2 separate regions of the Triticum aestivum genome follow, and region 1 is linked to region 2. A link is a contact called in public Hi-C data. All regions are on one chromosome and are shown on one strand. Each heading gives the region's core, a stretch centred on a gene start, on an enhancer-like site or on the middle of the called end of the contact. The rest is flanking DNA. Distances are from core to core; before and after follow the strand shown. Region 1 holds the start of LOC123044281 (LRR receptor-like serine/threonine-protein kinase RPK2). Region 2 holds the start of LOC123044279 (phosphatidylinositol glycan anchor biosynthesis class U protein).

Evidence for each region. A called contact is a pair of places that touch in the nucleus more often than the background predicts.
Region 1: a contact with region 2 is called in a Hi-C map of leaf, with 7 times the contacts expected there. The contact joins the promoter of LOC123044281 here to the promoter of LOC123044279 in region 2. A contact is called at or near these places in 3 of 5 Hi-C or Micro-C datasets (all in leaf).

The regions. Positions count from the first base shown.
Region 1 is chr2B:190,776,530-190,782,737 of IWGSC CS RefSeq v2.1, forward strand. LOC123044281 (LRR receptor-like serine/threonine-protein kinase RPK2) reads right to left here and starts at 2,725. Exons shown (of 1, transcript XM_044466986.1): 1 at 1-2,725. The coding sequence starts at 2,660.
Region 2 is chr2B:190,419,774-190,426,971 of IWGSC CS RefSeq v2.1, forward strand. It overlaps LOC123044279 (phosphatidylinositol glycan anchor biosynthesis class U protein), which reads left to right and starts at 3,996. Exons shown (of 15, transcript XM_044466983.1): 1 at 3,996-4,196; 2 at 5,745-5,898; 3 at 5,992-6,039; 4 at 6,439-6,499; 5 at 6,626-6,658; 6 at 6,901-7,025. The coding sequence starts at 5,766.

The DNA of each region.
Region 1 (6,208 bases), core at 1,475-3,974, 360 kb after region 2:
TTGATCTCAGCATGGAACTGTTCCCATCCTTGCAATCTCCCAACAGAAAGCCTCTTTATAGCTACCAAGACTCCAGGTGAAATTTCAGCTTTGTAAGTGGCTCCAAAACCCCCACTTCCAATGCAATTGCTTGCGTTGAAAGTTCCAGTAGCTCGAACAACAGTCTCATAAGTGATCGGCACTCCGATTTCTTGGAAGATTATAACTTCCCTTCTTCCAGATGATCGAGCTGACATAAAGGGTGCGCACTTTCTTGTGTAAATAAATAGTACAATCAGAGCAAGAAGGACTGAAACAATAGCTGTTGCTGATGTTATCGAAGCTATTTCAATTGCATTGAATGAACTGTTTCCTCCTTGGTTTTGTGGATCCACAGGCGCTGTATCGTTGTCGTATGAATTCAGATCACGACCCTGCTGAGCTGCGGAGGGAACAGCCAGGGTATACGTGTGACAAGATTGTAGCAAAGGATTTCCAATAATGCTGTCACATCCAACTGCACTGCTATTTGTTGGCACTGGACCAGACAAATTGTTGAATGACACGTTAAACATGGTAAGAGATGCCGCATTGGCAAATTCAGCTGGTATCTTCCCAGTAAGTTTATTATTATCAAGGAGGAGGGCAGTGAGATTTGTCAAGTCAGCGAGTGCACGAGGGATCTCTCCAGCGAGGAGGTTTGAGGACAGGTCCAAAACCTTCAGAGACTGCAGCTGATTAATATCATTTGGAATAGTTCCATTTAGAAGGTTATGACCCAAAGAAAGTAGCTCCAAATGCGGTAAGCTCTTGACAGAAGTCGGAATTTCACCACGAAGCTGGTTCCTACTCAAATCCAGGCTGATAAGATAAGTCAACTGTCCAATACTTGGTGGTATCAAACCAGAAAGGCGGTTACCAGCAGCACCAAGAACAACAAGAGAACTGCACAATGATCCAATCTCTATAGGAATACCTCCTGTTATCAGGTTGTTGCTAACGTCCACCATGAAACCCCTTGAACTGTTGCACTTACTGAATAGGCCAGGTTGCAACTCACCAACAAGATTATTCCCATCAGCAAGGAAAGCATAGGACCCCTGCATTCCCAGCTTCTCGGCAGCAATCGGCAAGGATGTCACTGTTCCAGTAAAATTGTTCTGGGCAAAACTATGGCAACTCGTCAAATCCATAGCCATGACTGCTGACGATGAAAAGAAGCCTGCCATCGCCTGATATGCAAAGAAGGAAGAGTATTCTGACACCAGGTCATCAAATGGGAGCTGAGATGAAGGGCAATCCTTTGAGAGAAACACTGGAATCGAGCCAGACAGTCGGTTTCCGCTGACATCAAACACATCCATGCAGGGCACAGGAAGTGATGCGTCAACTGAACCTGTTAACTTGTTCGAGCTCAAATTCAGGAACTTAAGATGCTTGCAGTCCAACAGCCCTTTAGGAATTCCACCAGAGATTAGATTCTCTCCCAAGTTCATCATCTCCAAGCTATGGCAAGAAGTCCAGTTCCCCGGCAACTCCCCCTCCAGCGTAGCCCTTGGCGCCCATAACACCCTCAGCTTCGGCAACGCAGCAACAACATCCGGAATCCCTCCCTCGAAATAGTTGAAGTCCTCAACATCCTCACCATCCGATGCATTCAAACCACCAACCAGCGCATAAGGGTTGGACAGCACTAGCACTGAAATTTCAACACAACCACCGAGCTCCGCTGGCACAGGGCCGCTCAGACTGTTCCTCGACACATCCAAAGCACGCAAATTGCTGAGGCGTCCGATCTCCGGCGGGATGACGTCATCCAGCAGGTTGGAGGAGAGCAAGAGCGCCTCCAGCTTGCTGCAGTTCCCCAAGCTCCGGGGGATGCCGCCGACGAGGAGGTTCCCGGAGAGATCGAGGAACTGCAGGCTGCGGCAGCCGGCACCGCCCAGTTCGTCCGGGATGGCGCCGCCCAGGCGGTTGGATGCAAGCGAGAGGCGCCGCAGCACCAAGAGCGAGCCGAGCGCGGCGGGCACGGAGCCGTTGAGCTGGTTGTAGGCGAGGTCCAGCGTCTGCAGCGCGGCGCAGGCGAGCGACGGCGGGATCTCGCCCTGGAGGCGGTTGCCGGAGAGGTCGAGCACGAGGAGGCGGCGCAGCGACCAGATCGCGGCGGGGAGCGAGCCCGAGAGCGCGTGGGAGGGGAGCGCGAGCACGCGGAGGCCGCGCAGCGCCGCGACGGACGGGGAGAGCGCGCCCGCCAGGCGGCGGCCGGGGGAGGAGGAGACGTTGAGCGCCACGACCTCGCCGGACGCGCCGCAGGACACGCCCGGCCAGAGGCAGTGGTCGGCCGACGCCGGGGACCAGTCGCGGAGGAGCCCGCCCGGGTCGGCGGTCACGGCCGCCTTGAACCTGAGCAGGGACCCCCGCTCGCCGCCGCCGCCGCCAGACGCGCGAACGGCCGTGACGAGCAGCAGCAGCAGCATGTGTAGGGTTTGGGAAAGCATGGTGGCCATGGGACGCGGCGGCGGCGGGTGCCGCCGTCGCAATGGAGTGAGACAGTGGGGGAGGCCCGGGACCCGGTGCGGGAGCACGGCGGCGGGGACCTCGGCTGGGGCGGAGCTCCGCGTCGCGAGCCGTCGGGTGGTGGGGGTGGCGTGGGGTTTGCTTGGGTTGGAAGCTCGGGGCATGTGGGCGAGCTGGGCGCAGCCGCACAGTAGCACTGGCACTAGCACGGTGCGACCGTGTGGGGCGAGTGTGGTTGGCACTTGCCAGGGAGGGAGACCCTGGTTGGCTGTCCCATTGACTCTGGTTACCCATTTTGGCTGCTTGGCCCCGGGCTTTTGTTTAACAAAAATGCTAGACATACAAAGACTTACATGCTTTTACACGCTCCTTTCATCTAACAACCAATCACAAACCTTTTCCCTCTTGATTTTCAGGGGCGTGGGCTGCCCCGCTCACCTATTGATCAATCAAGGTTAATCATCCTGTAAAAGCCTGTAAATCGTTTGTACGTGTAGCATTGCCGTTTGTTTAATGAGACTTTCTTTTAGGGGATTAATAGTGAGACTTATTCCTGTCAAAAAAATAATTGCTTGTTATTTTGGGCTAAGTGAGTTTTCAGTTAGTGTAAACAAACAGTGGGTTCCCAGTTACTCCACATTAACATGATTTATTCGGACCTCGCAAAACACATACTCCCTCCGTTCCAAAATAGATGACCCAACTTTGTACTAACTTAGTACAAAGTTGGGTCATCTATTTTGGAACGGAGGGAGTAGTTTTTTAGGGTCACAATATCATGAATTTGAGAATCAATATTCAAGGCATTTTTGAAAAAAGAAAATGGTGACTGAATATCATGTGAGGAGGCTAAAAGGGATTGCCAACAACAATGGCTTGTGTGTGTTGGTGTGTAGGGGGGCGTCGTGGCCCCGTGGTATAGAGGGGTGCACAGGCGAAGTGGCAAAGTTGTGCATTATCGACAATGATACTTGGATGTGTCCATGCCGGCATGTAGTATAGTGGGTGTGGTAGCCACCAAGACGAAAAGCATATGAGAGAGAATAAGAAGACATGAGATATTTATTAGTATTAGTGAAGACATGTGGTGACCCATTGATAGGGTCTTAATGCCTCGGAGAATGATATAGACAAACTAGGGAGTCCGTTGTTTTAAGTGCTATCACCAATCATTGCTACGGGAAAACTCGTTCACGGTTCTTAGGCTAGCCATAGTGGGGGTAACTTAGGTAGTAATATACATGCCACATAAGCAAAAAAGATGATGTGTCAGATAATTAATGAAGAGAGAGGCAAATAGAGTAACATAATATGTTACCATCACATAGCGGTTCCCAATGCAATGAGTCTACAAAATAATAAATAAGGTGATGCATGACACTACACATATGTTACTACCCATTATAGAGGTAGTAACATAGACTACTAACATATGCATGTTACTAGTCTAAATTACTCCCCACTATGACCAGCCTTAGTGATAGACATATGTTTCACAGTTCTTAGTGTGTGTGTCTATATACACACACATATGTATACATAATCATATCAATATGGATAGAAAATCGCTGGCTAGCATATTAATAAATATTTGTCAAATCATGCTCGTGATTTACCTAACTAATTTTAGTATTTTATTTTCTAATCACATATTATCTTATCAAAGTTAAAGGGTTTTTAAGAAAAATCGGTGGGAGAAAACGAGATAGGAGGAGAAAATCAAAATAAGAAAGCAAGGAAGGACGTACGTAAGGTTGAATGAAATATTTTGGCAGGAAAGAAAACCTTATGTCTTGTTCAAGTAGTATATAATAAACTAATATAAAACTCTTTACAGGTCACTAATTAGTAACTAAAAAATATCTTATTTAGTGATTAAAAAATCTTATATTAATTTACGGAGTATTTAGGTAGTACTCCTTCCGGACCAAAATGTAAGACGTCTTTGTAGTTTAATTTAAAACGTCTTATATTTTGATACAGAAGTAGCATTAGAGATTAGAGAAGAAATTTACGTGTTTTAAAGAACCTTGGGATTTCATAAAATGTTGTGAATTAAAAATACACGCCTTTTTATAAACTGTCTGTGAATTGTGAAAATATCCATGGTTTCAAACAATCTTCATGCATTTGAAAAAGTTTTGCGGATTTTAAAATGTTCACAGGCTTCACAAATGTTCGTGAAATTTAAAAATATCCGTGAAACACCGCGTGCATGTACTTGTGTAGCCAGCCGCAAAACTTGCCAAAGCCAGTCGCAAAGCGGATCCGTCGGCTTTCCGTTTCCTTGCCTTTCGTCCCCGTCCCACGCCGGCCGGTGCTTCCTCACCGTCGCCTCCCGCGCCAACCTCTCGCACGCACGCGCCCGTTCGATCTACCGCCCGTCTGCCGCCACGGCCGTGTCCGAACGTGGCTACGTCGCTGCCTACCCCGACCGATGCGCGCACGCGCTCCGCTCCTCGCTGGTGCGGCCCCTCCCACCCCGTTGCTTTCCGCGCCGAGGGGCTCGGAGCTCCGAAAGCGACGGGGGCCGAGAGCCCGCCACCTCGCGTACGGGGGGCCGTGGGGCCGCAGGGCCGGCAGGCAGTGGGCTGGGTTGGTGGTTTCCGGTGGCTCTCTGAGTGGAGACGTGGGGCCTGGGGCCAGTCAACGGCGGCGATGGGCAGTCAAAGCTGCGGCTCCGGCACCGGTAGTGGAGCACGCGCGGGGACAGATAAGGCCGCGCTTGGATTGGTTGTATTCAAATACGGAGGTGTATATTTTACACCTGTATCTTACCGGCCGCTTAGCAAATCTGGGGCGGAAATGAAACGACGAGCTGAGACTTGTATTCTTTACGGGTGTATTTGAGAAGAACACGACAATCCAAACGGGGCCTAAGGAGAGAGAGAGAGAGAGAGAAAGAGTGCGGTGCGCGGTGGTGATGACTGGGTGGCGTGGTATGGCGTGGATCCGGCGTGTTTTGCGCGCTAGGAATAGATTTTTCGAGCGAGGGTGACGCCGACGGGGCATGGAGCTGAGTCGGCTCCGAGGAAAAAGCTCTGGCGGCCGCCTCCGCCAGCCTTTTCCGGCCGCGCTGCATTTTCATGCGCGCGTGCTAGGCCGGCCGATCAGCCGAGGAAGAATGGATTAATAATACTACTTCCTCTGTTTATTTTTATAAAATCTTGACGATATTTCAGACAATGTACAAAACATCACATTTTAAGCTGTTTAAAATGACTTACAAAAATGAGCGGAGGGAGTACTAAAAACAAGCGAGAGCAACAAGTATATCAGGGAAAACCCCTCTTTTGTTCAAAAAACAAGTATATCAGGGATGTTTTTCTCCATGTTAGGTGACTGGCTACGTCGCTAGTGATGGACGATAACATTGTTCTTGACGGCAAGGCTTTAAGACTAATCTCCAGTTGCTTGTCCGCTTTGGAATAAAGAAGCGCAAAAGTGGTGGTGAGCAGCCACCAGCGGTGTGAAGCGATTCAACTTTTTCGGCGGCATATCCAAATCGAAGCAACCATCGACCTCTAACTGGTGTCTTGATCTTTTAACGAGAGGTCATTGATATTTGTAGGAGGAGACTATGACGACCCTGACAACACCGATTACTAGACGATGTGTTTATGCAATCGCTAAACTAACTCATATGTAATTATTGATGGTGTTGGAAGCACGATCAACTTGATCATGAAGATCTGCAAGCGACAAAAACAAG
Region 2 (7,198 bases), core at 2,746-5,245:
GTTTTGGTAATTGATGACAATCTCTATGGACTAATGGTTGCTTTGAGTTATATTTGAAGGGTTTGTCCATAGGCTCTTCTTGGAGTCCATTTGTTGGTTTCAAGGAGAGTTTGTGATGACCAAGGTGCTATTAAGGAATTATCCAAAGATTGGTCTTGTGAGTGTTGAGCTTATTGCAAGCATGTCTTGAAGAAGAAGAGTGTGTGATCATTCATGTTTACCTTCAAGACATCATCCAAATGAAGAGAGTTGGAAAGATTCAAGGTTGATCAAGACCAAGTCAAAGAGTGAATCAAGTTGATAAACACACAAAGCATAGAAGATGTACCGAGAGGGATCAAGCGATCCCATGGTATGGTAAGCATTGTCAATTACGCTTTGTGTACTATCCCATGGTCTTCGTGAGAGTTCTTTGTGGGGTTAGGTTGCGGTGTGCAAGTTCAAGTAGGATCATCACGAAGAGATCATATGCCTGAAGCTTGCCGTCCATTGTGGTGGCAATGGACTTATGGGGATGTGCCGAAGAAAGGCTCACCCATAGTGGAGTATGGGGGAGCAATCTACTAGTCTTCACCGAGCCAACACAATCAAGAAAGGTGGTCCAACTTGAGGAAGTCAAGATCGTCATCATCCAGCTCAAGTGGACTATGTGCATGGCAAAGGTTTGCCCTTGATAGGTTTTCTATTTTACCGGTCTCATGGTGGTAGTTGGGAGACCGGGTTATAGGATCGTTTGCCGTACTATCAACGGGGGCTCTCAACAAGTAACTTGATCGTATCGTTTGTAGAGAGATCAAACCATTGCATGCTTGCATAATCTTTATTGGTTCTTGTTTGGTTCTTCTCTTTGTGAGTCTTAGAGCTCATGGTCATCTTGATGACAAGCTCGTGTTCATCAAAAACGGAGTTCACATGCATCTTCTATGGTGTTTTCAATGTTGGAGGTTATGCCGGTTCTTCTCTGATGGAGTGCTACTCATCTTCCTCTATCAAACAAGCTTGAGTTTGCTCAATTCGGAGCTCATTTGCAGAAGTTATGGCGGTTCAGGGTTTTCTTGTTGCTCCAGCGGTAGTACTGCGGTCAGGGCGGTAGTACCGCCCATAGGCGGTAGTACCGCTGCCTAGTACCACTGGTACTGCCACCCCTGTTGTGGTCTCGATTTTTGGTGTCGGGTTTCCATAAAGGACCACGCAGGGGAGCGGTAGTAGGGCGCGGTAGTACCGCTTGTAAGCGGTAGTACCGCTTTCTACTTCCGCCCCAACTGCTGCTATGCACTCTACCCTCCTCTGCTTCCCAGCGGCTGTAGGGAGCAGTAGTACCGCCTATAAGCGTAGTACCGCACTCAGGGCGGTAGTACCGCAGTAGTGCGTGTACTCCTCCTTCCTCTGTCTTGGTTGCCCTATGCCTGCTTGCCACAGTGGTAGTATCGTTGTGGCAGCGGTAGTACCGCCCAGATGCGGGCTCGGGCTGCATAACGGTTGGATTTTCTCCCCCCTATAAAAGGGGGTCTTCTTCCCCCTTAAGTCTTATCCTTTTAAGCTCGTGTTCTTCCCCCATTGTTGACCTTCTTCGAGCTTGCTATCTCTCAATCCCTCCACGAATTCTTGCTAGTTTTTGAGGGAACAGAGAGAGGAGATCTAGATCCATATTTTCGCCAATGACTTTCCCCTCTATGTGAGGGGAACCCCTTGGATCTAGATCTTGGAGTTCTTGGTGTTCTCCTTCTTGTTCTTCCTATCACTTTCCTCCCTAGCATTAGTTGCTTTGGTGGGATTTGAGAGAGAAGGACTTCGGCACTCCGTGTGCCCTTGCCATTGCATTTGGTGCATCGGTTTGAGTTCTCCACGGTGATACGTGGAAGTTACAAGTTGAGAAGCTTATTACTCTTGGGTGCTTGGTACCCTTGAGCTTGTTCCTCTTGGGTGCTTGGGCGCCCTAGACGGTTGGTGGTGTTCGGAGCTCAATCATTGTGGTGTAAAGCTCTGGGCAAGCGTCGGGGTCTCCAATTAGGTTGTGGAGATCGCCCCGAGCAATTTGACGGGTACCGGTGACCGCCCCCAAGGGTTGCCAAAGTGTACGGGTTCGGTGACCGCCCTCAAGGGTTGCCATTTGTACGGGTTCGGTGACCGCCCTCAAGGGTCCCTTAGTGGAATCACGGCATCTTGCATTGTGCGAGGGTGTGAGGAGATTACAGTGGCCCTAGTGGCTTCTTGGGGAGCATTGTGCCTCCACACCGCTCCAAACGAAGATTAGCATCCACAAGGGTGTGAACTTCGGGATACATCGTCGTCTCCACGTGCCTCGGTTATCTCTTACTCGAGCTCTTTACTTATGCACTTTACTTTGTGATAGCCATATTGTTCTCTGTCATATATCTTGCTATCACATAGTTTCTTATCTTGCTTAGCATAAATTGTTGGTGCACATAGGTGAGCCTAGTTATTGTAGATTTTATGCTTGACAAATTAACCGCTAGGTTTATTCCGCATTTGTTCAAGCCTAAAACGTAATTATTTTAAAACACCTATTCACCCCCCTCTAGGCGACATCCACGATCTTTCAGCCTCCCACACAGAGAGCTGGACAAAGGACCGTGCCAACTGGGTCGGCCCAGTAGCACGCATGCACGACATGACACGGGCTAAACGGGTTGTGCCCAGCACAAGACACGACACGGGCTAAACGGGTTGTGCCCAGCACACGAGATGCACTGGCCAGTGCCCTGGGGGGCATAGAGGCTGGCAACAGGGGCCCACATATCTATACCGAATAATAAAAGGGTTATTGCTTCTGGCGGTACGTCATGAAAATTGCCCCCCAAAGTTACAAAATATTACCCACCAATGCCATCTATAAGTGACAAAAAACATTTTACACAGGAGAATCCCTCATCTGTGCCGGCCCATGTAGTAGGGATCTCCTATACTGCGCTCTGCGTGTTGGGAGAAGACGCAACACGTCCGTTTGGGCCGCCCCATGTCCGGGCGGCCTTTTTTCATTTTTTTTCCTTTTTCTTTTCTGTTTTCGTATGTTTCTACTTTAAATAATTTGGTATTTGAAAAAAAAATCTGATTTTTTAAAAATGGGAATTTAAAAATAAAATGTTTAATAAATCATAAAAAACTTGTGGATTGAAAAAAATATTTGCTTATTTGAAAAATGTTCAAAATTTAGAAAACAAATGTTCGAGAATCAAAAGATGTTCATGATTTTTGTAAAGTTCATGTATGAAAAAATATTAATGAAATTGAACAAAATTTCGCCAATTCAAAAAATGTTCATGAATGGAAAAGTATCCTAAAAATTCAAAAGTTGTTCGTGACTTACAAAATAGATTATACTTTCATGAAGTGTTTGCTGATTAGAAAAAGGATCATGCATTTCAAAAAATGTTCGTTAATTCAAAAAATAATAATTCATGAATTACAAAAACGTTCCACCAATTTCCAAAAAACGGTTCGTCAATTCTAGAAATGTTCGCCGATTCAAGAAAATTGTTTTTAAAAATTTCACAATTATAAAAATATATTTGTAAATAGTATTAAATATTCATGAATTCAAAAATGGTCTTGATTTTAGATTTTTTTGAAAATTTGTAAATGTGTTCACGAATTTGAAAAATGTTCATGATTTCAAATATGTTCATTAGTTTTAAAAAATCTTTATGATGTAAAAATTGTTCATGATTTAACGAAATTTAGAGTGATATCTCGGTGATGCAGCAAAATGTGGTCATGACCATTGAAGATTATAATTTTTCTTTCTGTTGCAACACACGGGCCCTTTTACTAGTATGACCTTAAAAGCTAAAAATCACACGACCCAACGTGCTAAAACGTGCCACGGGCTGGCTCGTTTACTAAGGGCGTGTTTGGTTTCTTGCCTCGCACCTGCATTGCACTCACCGTGCAATTTTCGCAACGTTTGGTAGGCTGTGCGTCGTTTTGGGCCAGGCCCGACTGATGCAAAATAGGCCCCCCAGCCAGGCTGAGCTCGCACGCAAGTTTCGGCCGTTTCCGCGAGTTTGCATCCGCGCCTGCACCCACGCGAGCGAAGAGGGCTAGGGTTTCTCTCCCTATCGATTCACACCCGCATTCGCGCCGCTCTCCCCACCCCTCTCCTCTCTCCTGCGAACGGATCTCGCCGCCCCGTCGCCTCGTGGGCACTCGCCGGCGCGCATCCTCTCCGCGCAGAGGTTGGACTCTCCTCCTCCCATCCCTCTTCCATCTGTCCCCATCCCTCTCGGATCCCTCTCATCTCTCTCTGCCCTTGCGCTGCTGCTTCTACCGATGCGGATGTGAGCAGGCGGCTAGGCGGAGTGCTGCCGTTCCCTGCACGCGTTTTGGCCGGAGCCGAGCTCCCGGCCATGGCCGCCGTGGCCGGCGCGGGCGTGTTTAGGTCGGAGCCGAGCTCCCAGCCATGGCCGCCGTGGCCATGGGAGCTGCTCCCCTCGCTCATGTACAGGCACGGCACCCACACGCACACATGCGCGTGCTCACGCGTTCACCCCTGCCCTCCACGCAGATGCAACCCACTACCGGGATGCACATGCATGGGATTAGCATGTACAGGCCGTGTCCTGAACCTCCTCTCCTAGATCTGTGTGATTAGCATGCATCTATGTGAGCTATTGGGCTAGTAATTTTTTTGATTATCATGGATCTGTGTGAGCTAACTTGTGGAAATTAGAAGGAATCAGTAGGTAGGAAAGAAAAGTGCATATATTTGTGAGCTAATTTTTTTGATTATCATAGATCTATGTGAGTTAACTTCCTGAACAATGTGTTCATGTATTTATTTTGTTTTGATGATGCAAATAATGTCAATATTATCAGTTCCCATGCCTTTATTAATTTATAAATATGTGCTGAATTTATATAGATGGATGACAACGGCAAGACCCGAGATTCGCTGATAGTGCAAGCTGCTGGTTTGGTTGCTGTTTTGTGTGCCTATATGGCCACAATAACTACAAGGGCTAGAATTACATTCTAGTATCAATTATGATTCCCTCAAAAAAAAGTATCAATCATGATGACATAATTGGACACAAGAAATTATGTGCAAAGTTATGTGTATGTGTTAATGTACGTGGCAGATAGCACTGTCATAATCCACCTGATAATCCATGAATATAAACCTTAAATTCGTAATGAGACTAACCAAAACATGGGGAATGGAGAAAAGGTACCTCAAATCGGCTGGCCCCTGCAACTGCACACCGCCGGCCGCAGGGCAGGACTGCTGCCGAGTGCGGAATGGGCGGCTGCCGGACGCCCAAAGGCAGGTGCACTAAGTCAATGAAGCTGCGTCCATATAGTACTCGTGTATACGACTAATATATAGTGGAGTGGTTTTCTTATTCTCTCCATAACAATCGTTTTAAATTGTGTAAGTACGAAACGAAACTCCTTATTTAACGTACCAGTGAAGAAAACTACTACTCCCTCTATTCCTAAATATTTGTCTTTCTAGAGATTTCAACAAGTGACTACATACGGTGCAAAATGAGTGAATCTACACTTTAAAATATGTCTACATACATCCGCATGTTGAGTCCATTTGAAATGCCTAGAAAGACAAGTATTTGGGAACGGAGGGAGTAGAATGCAAATTTTCGCTGTGTCCAATCAGGTGAATTATGATTTAACACAGAATTTGCTGTGTCCAATCAGGTGGATTATGATAGTGCTATTGGTAAATTATAATTAGTATGTTAACATGTCATATTTGCAAATCCTAGATCCGCCACTGATCAGCGGCAATGGCGATCCGACACTACTGGTCGATGGCTGTCGCGGCCGTCGGGTTCCGCCTCGTTCTGGTGCTCTTCGGCGGAGACCTCCACCTTGCCTCCCGCCCGGAGGTCTCCACCCCCCTCACGTCCCTCCGCCGCCGTAAGCACACCTCCTTGCTCTCAGTCCTTCCCCTGCAAACCCCATCCCTTTTGTGATGTCGGCATTCTCGTTTGCCTCCTGTGTATGTTGCAGTGGCAGAAGGATACTGGCTGAAGCAAGCGTCCATGTCACCCTATTCCGGTACGTTACGCACCTCGCCTCTTTGCTCGCTTTGCCAACTTTTAGTAGCACTTCACATTTGCATCAGAATGAGCAAAATTTTGAGGCCAGGATAGTCGGGTGGGAGGTGGTATTATTAGGAACTACAGAGCAATTTTTAAAATGCTTGCTGTGTTTGTATTGAGTACTGATAGGCGCTATTTCATGTTCACATCTGTAATGAACTACTGATAACTCCTGACGGATGAAATATGATATAACTGAATGACTCCTACTTAGAATCAGAGGCCTAGATGCTTCTTGTGATTACATCATAAATCTTAGCAATTAGCCATGATATTTTGCTCTTTGTAATGTTGACGTGTTAACAGTGTGAACTTGTAAATGATGGTCCAGCCTGTTGAATGATCTGTTTTTCAGGTTTGATGTATCATGGTTCCCCTTTGCTTTTATCAGTTCTTGGTCCGCTAACCAGCAAAAGGTGATTGGTCCTTCGTTTTGATGCTTCTTTGATCATTTCTTTGATATCACCACTGTTGCTATGTCTCTTCATTTGATCAGATTACCATATGAAATGTTAGCATTCTAACACTCCATGATGTCACAGGTCAGGTGGACACCATTCTCATATATATTGCAGGTAAATAAGTTGCTATGTACTTTTCGTTTAAACCAGTATATGTTTGTCTAAGATTGATAACTTGTTCAAGTATACCTGATTTTCATAGAAGAAAATCAGTTTTCTCAGGCTTTACTTTTTATGTTCTTTATCTTGCCCATGGTATCACTGAAACGGAAAAAAAATGTAACCATGAACATTTCCACGACTTTTGCATTTTGCTGGCAGTCATGTAATATTACACTCATGAATGCACAACACAGTTTGGTTTTTGTGGCTGTAGATTTTATAGCTGCTATGCTCATTCGATCAACTGGGCGTTCACTCCAAATGGCACGTAACAGAAGTTTGAAGTCTCTTGACCTCACAAAATCAGTGAACAATTCTGGTGAGTCATACTAGTTAATGTTATATACTTGAGATGTGCTTTATTGAATCTTGAGCTAAATTTGCCTTTTGTTTGGCACCACTTTCTACTTATTTTCCCAAGTACCAACGATCAGAAAGTTTTGATTTTTTGTACTTGTGACGTACAGCTCCGGAAGTGAAGTCGTAGAGATG